Regions from separate parts of the Sus scrofa genome. Here region 1 is linked to region 2. Evidence: chromatin contacts called from public Hi-C data. All regions are on one chromosome and are shown on one strand. The core of a region is the stretch at or near the end of the contact, and the rest is flanking DNA. Distances in the headings are between cores, read along the strand shown. Region 1 holds the start of SMIM11A (small integral membrane protein 11A). Region 2 holds the start of DNAJC28 (dnaJ homolog subfamily C member 28).

What was found. A called contact is a pair of places that touch in the nucleus more often than the background predicts.
Region 1: a Hi-C map of liver shows a contact between it and region 2, with 17 times the contacts expected there. The contact joins the promoter of SMIM11A here to the promoter of DNAJC28 in region 2. A contact is called at or near these places in 1 of 5 promoter capture datasets (liver) and 1 of 47 Hi-C or Micro-C datasets (liver).

The regions. Positions count from the first base shown.
Region 1 is chr13:197,983,767-197,987,170 of Sscrofa11.1, reverse strand. SMIM11A (small integral membrane protein 11A) reads right to left here and starts at 1,903. Exons shown (of 4, transcript XM_003132758.4): 1 at 1,764-1,903.
Region 2 is chr13:197,112,548-197,116,407 of Sscrofa11.1, reverse strand. DNAJC28 (dnaJ homolog subfamily C member 28) reads left to right here and starts at 1,715. Exons shown (of 3, transcript XR_002338034.1): 1 at 1,715-2,009; 2 at 2,913-3,860.

The DNA.
Region 1 (3,404 bases), core at 654-3,153, 870 kb before region 2:
AGGAAATCAAAAGATCACCCGTGGTGATCTGTTTACCAGTGATGTGACCTTGGACGAGTCACCTGGCCTCTCTAAGCCTCAGCTGCCCTGTCTGTCAATTCTCCTTCAGAGACTGCAAACACTAAGCAATGTGTTCAGCATATGGAAAGCACTAAACAAATACCAACGATAACTGTTATGATAAATATCTCTTTCCACTAATGGACATGTCAAGCTGATAAAAAGTGGTATCAGTCAAAATGCAGACAGCAGGATATGGTATAAAGAACCAGCACTGGATAACCAGGAGAACTGGCGATCTGGGCTCAATTCTTGGTGGCACCAATGGCAGGGCACGTGAGTGACCTGGCACAGGTCATTAGCCTCTTTAACCTAAAGTGTTATCTCAAAAATCAGAAGCCAAAGAACAGTGCTGAAACTCGGCAATGCCTAAGTCACCACCCTCTTTGATATCACAGAATCTAACTAAAAATATACTGGCAGCTCACTCAACTTCATATCTAGGGTGATAAAATTCAGTCTCTTTAGAAAAAAAAAAATTAGGGTCAATGTGCAAAGGAGTGGAAGACTTAGGCTGAGGGTGAAAGAGGAGAGGGCAAATCAGTCAAACTCATTCCCACTCACTGGCTCCAAATTACAACTCTTTCCCACCTCCCCTAAATTACATGCTCCAACTCAGCCATTTCTGTAGCACCCTGCAGGACTTCAGCAAATAAGAACAACTGAGAAAGCTAAAAATATCAACAGGCTATTTGCTCTGCTGCCATATGTACACCTGACCCAACACCAGAACCAGGAGGCAGCTGGTATCTGAGGGCTGAACTACAAACTGACAGCCACAATTTTGAGAGGCCTAAAATCTATGAAGCGCTGGAAGTTTTAAACTTCCCTTTTAACAATGGCTCAGAGTTTTATTTCCTCTCCTGCAAAAACGTCCTGAGTTCTCCTTTGCCAGATTTCTCCTAAAAAATAGAAAAGCTACTGGCTTATTTTCATTAAGCCAATTAAAGCACTATGGACAATGTATGGTCCACAATTTTCTTCTTGGCACACCTAACAAACCCCAAGGGTCGGTCTGTCTCTTGGAGTCTCATTCCAGCCACTAAGTATGTGTCCCTAGTTTGAACTTTCCGGAGCTGTTCTCATTCCCAGTCTCTACCCTTTTCACCCCAACCCTTCACCCAATCTTTTGAAAGAGCGGTAGGTGTGGGAAGGAAGGGGTTCAAGATGAACCTAGGATATCACCTGGTTGGCCTCTAAGGCCCAAGCCCGGATCAGCCCGGGGTTCCCAGGGCGAGGGGCTGGGCCTCAACTTCTCCGTAACCGTAACAGTAATCCGAGGGCCGGGCCAGGGTCCTCTCCATCCCCGACTCTTGGGGAGCAAGGCCTGTACCGCTCACACCCGAGAATGAGGGCCAAAGGCAAGCACTGCCCCCCACCCCGCCCCCTCCGCCCCGCCATTCTAACAGAACAGGGCGTCCAGAGCATTCGCTCGCCTCCTAATCTCTCCGGCCTGCGTGACAGCCTCAACACTCCACCCACCGCGCGGGATCCGCGGCGCCGGGGCAACCCAGCCAGACAGGGGCAATCCGCGGGCGGGGGGCGGGAGGTGGCAGCAGTCACCTTCGCCGTGCCCGGGGGCCCGGCGGTGAGCGTCTAGAGAGAAAGTGCGATCGCAGGGCCGGCCGCCAAACTCCCCAGCGCCCCCAAGAGCTGCCGGGCCTCAGCTCAGGATTCCGTGGCCCAGGACACCACCCACTTACAGCTCCGGGCCGCGGAGGAACCAGCCGGCACACACGACAGCTACAACGCCGCGGGAAAACTACACGTCCCGAAATGCACCGCTCCGCGCGCCTGCGCAGTGGGCCAGGACCGCATCGCTGCGAGCGCCGCCTTGATGCGTGCGCCGCCTTGATGCGTGCGCCGCTTCACGCGCAATCGCGCTTGGGGCTGGCGCGGCTTTCTGGGGGCTGCGACGTGGGTCACGGAACGGGATTGGCCGGGCGAGTGAGGGTGGGCCAGGCGCTTTCCTCCAGGCCCTTGGCACATTCTCCTTTTGAAGTTACTGGAGTTGGAGGACGGCGGATGGAGGGCGGGGCTTTGTGGGGGCGGGGCTTTGTGGGGGGCGGGGCTTTGTGGGCCCCTCCCCCTCAGCTGTCTCGCTTTCTTTGGGTGATCCTTGCTGTGTGTGGCCGAGGGCACGTGGGTCCCCAGAAGTTTCCAAATTTAGCCTTCATCGTCTCTGTCAAAAATGCGTGCATTTTCCTTTGGAATAGTGGTGGGGTGCCCATACTAGGTCCCCAGATTCATTCAACAAGAGCTTAGTAAACGGAAGCAGTTACAACGCACTCAGACCCTTCTGTAAGGGAGGGTACAAACTGGACACTGAAATTCAAGGGTAGCAAGAGGAAAGTTCACAGAGTCCTTAGTCCATGCTCAGCTCACCCTTCTGTGGTTTAGGAAACTAAAGCAAGAGGAGACGAAGTGGCCAGCGCAAGAAAACGTGCAAATTGGTGTGGCAGAACGGAGATTTGAACCAGACAGTCCAATTCCATATCCCATTGTGACATCTTGGTGGTGGTGAAAAACGAAATGTTTCCTGGAGAAAGTAACAGAAATAATGTTCTAAGCACTTTATTGTCTAATTGAAGTCTCCTGACAGGCCTGTGAAGGACATATTATGACTGTAATGAGGAAATGAAGACACAGATTAAGTCGTGGAGGGTTTTAAAGCCAGCAAGGGCCAGAGCTGGGACCTGACTCCGGATCTAGCCTCTATCAGGGCAGCCACTACCATGAGTTCCTTTTCTTTTTTGGGGGGTGGGGTGGGTGCGCACCCATGGCATATGGAGGTTCCCAGGAAAGCAGTCGAATCTGGAGCTACAGCTGCTGGCCTACACCACAGCAACAGCCACAGTGGACCTGAGCCATGTCTGTGACCTACACCACAGCTAGTAGCATTGCCAGATTCTTAACCCACTGAGCGAGGCCAGAGATCAAACCCACAACGTCATGGTTCCTAGTCGGGTTTGTTAACCACTGAGTCACAAAAGGAACTCTTTTTTTTTTTTTTTCCTTCTTTTTAGGGCTGCACCTGCAGCATATGGAAGTTCCCAGGCTAGGGGTTGAATCTCAGAGCTGCAGCTGTCAGCCTATGCCACAGCAATGCAGGATCCAAGCCAAAATGCTCGTCAAGATTGGGTATTTCTCCCATTCCCCGAAAGTAAACTTGGCTGATGAACATTTATTAAATGATGATAATGAAATGTACTTAATTAGGAAAACCTAGATCCCTCCTCCCCTTGATGTGTTTTCCTGTGTCACAGATAAAGCCAGGCACCGGTTCATGTGTTAGGGACAGACTTGATTCAGTCGCTATCACAGTAGGGAAGAGAATTCGGCAT
Region 2 (3,860 bases), core at 466-2,965:
AATGCTTTGGTTTATCACTCATTTGCTCTATTGACTTAAAAAGCCATGGTTGCTCTCAAAGACATCATTAGGACAATTGTTAAAACTGGAATACAAAAATTGTACATTAAGGAGTTCCCATCATGGCTCAGTAGTTAACGAATCCGACTAGGAACCATGAGGTTGCAGGTTCGATCCCTGCCCTCGCTCAGTGGGTTAAGGATCTGGTGTTGCCGTGAGCTGTGGTGTAGATAGCAAATGCGACTTGAATCCCGGGTTGCTGTGGCTGTGGCAGAGGCTGGCAGCTACAGCTCCGATTTGACCCCTAGCCTGGGAACTTCCGCATGCTGCAGGTGCAGCCCTAAAAAACAAAACAAAAAAATAAACAAAAAACCTGTACATTAAATAATACTGTCTTTAAGTTAAATGTCGTGAATTTGCTATCAGTGCTATGATGAAGAGAATGTCCTTGTTTTGAGGAAACAAATACTGAGTACTTTGGGATAAAGGGGCATAGTACGTGCAGTTACTTTTTTTTTTTTTTTTTTTTTTTGCTCTTTAGGGCCGAACCCGAGGCATATGGAGGTTCCCAGGCTAGGGGTTGAATTGGAGCTACAGCTGCTGGCCTACCCCAGAGCCACAGTAACGCCAGATCCGAGCTGTGTCTGCAACCTACACCACGGCTCACGGCAACGCCGGATCCTTAACCCACTGCACCCACTACGTGAGGCTAGGGATCGAACCCACATCCTCAAGGATACTAGCTGGATTCGTTTTCGCTATGCCACAACAGGAACTCCCTACTTCTGCCTTCTTTTAAGAAACGTAGTCATAGTACAAAATATTATTTAATGTGCCAGGCGCTATGCAAAGTGGTTTACATACAGTGTGTAAATCTCACAAAAACTCAGTGAGTGCTACACAATTATTATTTCATCATAAGTAAAATGAGGAAAACAATAGCATTTACCTCATTGGGCTGTTGCAAGAATTTTAAAAGATTACATAAATAGGCATTTAGCACAGTGCCTGGCAAAAACTGAGTGCTAAATACGTTCACCATTTGCTGGTACCCTCACTTTACAGATAAACGGACACAGAGAAAAGCAGTTCTCAGCTCAGGTCTGACCCGCCTTTTCTTCTTCTTGCTTTTTCCTATTTTAAAAACTTACCCTGTGCAGAAGGGGGAAATAGTAAATCCCCATAACAGTGACTGAACTTAAAGCGAGAAAACACTTTATTTAACTTTGTCTTCGACCGTCCTCACCCTCTCTCTATCAATGCCTGGCTAAATGACCTACCTGCTCACTAAGTTCCTGAACTAACGAAAGACTAGGTTTCTAACCTGGGTTATCTATTACCACCACGTTCTAACCAACCGAGCTAACCTAGACTTTCTGGGCCAGGTAGTATTTCCTCGTCTCTGAGCTGGTGTCCTTGGCTGCAAACCTGAAAAAGCTGTTCAGGTCCTATTCGGGGGGAAAAGGACTTGTCATCCCCTCTTCAAAACAAGTTACCTAGGACCGGCGCCCTCCGAACCATTAGCACTTCAAGGGTCGCATTCGACACTGACCAAACGCTATGGTAAATCCTATTCATCTCCCCTCCGGCGGTGTAGACGTTTTCACCGCCCCGCCTCCCTCCCGGAAGGCGCAGGCGCGCGGCGGGGTCCTCCTGGAGAACTACATTTCCCAGAATCCACTCGACCGACCCACCTCCCGCTAGGGGTGGGGAGGGCGGAGTCGACTGCCCGGGGCGGGGCGGAGCGTCCCGAAATTGTCCTGCTTGTGTCCTTTTGGGAAGAGTTTGTTTTAAAAGAGATTCTGGGGTCCCCTGGTAAGGTAGGACATCTGTCTCTATTCGGTATCACATTGCCCTCCGCACCCCTGAGGGTTCCCTCAGCGTAAAAAGGCAGATGGTCTAGTCCAGCGGCGGAGACAGCTGGGGAGTGGAGGGCCGCCCTCGCACGCATGCGCAGATGCTCAGCATGGGGGCGGGAGCCGCAGAGCCCCTTCCCAGGGTCTGAGAAGGTGAGTAGAGGGCGGGACCCGGCGTGTACTGTGTCGAGATTGACTTCTCTTCCGCGACGGCCACCCATCCCAGTCAAGTCTGAAAGCCGTTGACCCCAATTTTTATAGAAAATTGGAGTCCCCAGGAGCTGAATTTTAGCGTTTATACATCAAAATCCTATTTTTAAGTCACTTCTAGCATTTCATTGCCATTTTCTATATAGAAGATTTTCTCTTCTACTATGCTGTGCGTTTAAAAAACAAACAAAACAAAACAAAAACAGGTAACAGTATACTGAGAGAGTTCACCTTTCATCTCGGCTTTCAGGCTTGCAGCAGACTATTCCTTCCTAAGACGCTGTAGAGCTTAAAGTCTTTTGGACCCTTGATTCTGTGCAATTTAGTGTCAAGAGTAGGTACAGAATCAGTCACTTGTTCTAATTGTTTCATGTAAGTCTTCTCATGAGAAGACTCCTTGGGATAATAAAGACAATGATGCACTCACTAAAGAAATAGTGGTGCTACTGACGTTTATAATTTGCTGAGGACAAATATGCAAGAGGCTTGTTGTGCCCTAACCCTAACTATTTTGCTTACACCTTGCTGTGTGATTTGGTTGTGTTGCTTAACCTTCTGGGCCTGCATTTTCTCATAAAATGAGAAGATTGGATTAGATCTCTGAGAACTTGCCAGCTCTAAAATTCTGTGGTTAGTACAGAGTAGAATCTAGATTCCATCACAATATGTTGACGCAAGACATCATTAACTTCCATTTCTCTGCTGAACAAATGAAATAAAGCTGTAAGAATTTTGGCAGCAGCATTAGAAAGAAGTATTGTACTCGTAATTCATCCTTATTGCTGAAAATATGGATTTAGCTGATAATACAACTTTCTTCACCCAATATTTGTTGTCGTTTTATAGATCATTGCTAGGAAGAAATCTGGGCACAATAATGAACACAGTGTATGTAGTGATGGCTCGAATCCTAAGATCTCATCTGATAAACGTTTCAATGATTCCTCATCAAATGAACATGGGTCCATATCTTGGTGTGCTTAGAACTAGAATGATGTCAACTTATAAATCCAAAAAGAAGATGAGCGAATATTATAGGCTGCTGAATCTGGATGAAGGATGCTCTGCAGATGATGTCAGGGAATCTTTTCGTAAACTTGCCAAGCAATACCATCCAGATGGTGGCTCTAGTACTGCTGATTCTGCAACATTTATAAGGATCGAAGAAGCTTATAGGAAGGTGCTTTCTCACGTGATTGAACAAACAAATGCCAGGCAGAGTAAAGTTGAAGCAGACGAGGAAGATGAAGAAAAATTCAAATATAAAACACCCCAACACCGGCATTATTTAAGTTTTGAAGGTATTGGTTTTGGGACGCCAAGTCAACGCGAGAAGCAATATAGGCAATTTAGAGCAGACCGTGCAACTGAGCAAGTGATGGAATACCAAAAGCAGAAGCTGCAAAGCCAGTATTTCACTGACAGTGTAACTGTGAAAGATGTAAGACACAGTAAACAACAAAAGATAACTCAAGCAATAGAGCGTTTAGTGGAGGATCTCATTCAGGAATCGATGGCCAAAGGAGACTTTGACAATCTCAGCGGGAAGGGGAAACCTCTAACAAAGTTTTCTGGCTGTTCATATATTGATCCCATGACTCACAACCTGAACAGAATATTAATAGATAATGGATATCAACCGGAATGGATCCTAATGCAAAAGGAAATCAAGGATACTATTGAGGAACTCAGAGAGGCAATTTTAGCATCGAGGAAAAAACTGGGGAGTCCCATGTCACCAACTGAACAGAAACAGTGGAACCAGGTTTGTGAGCAGTTTCAAGAAAACGTCAG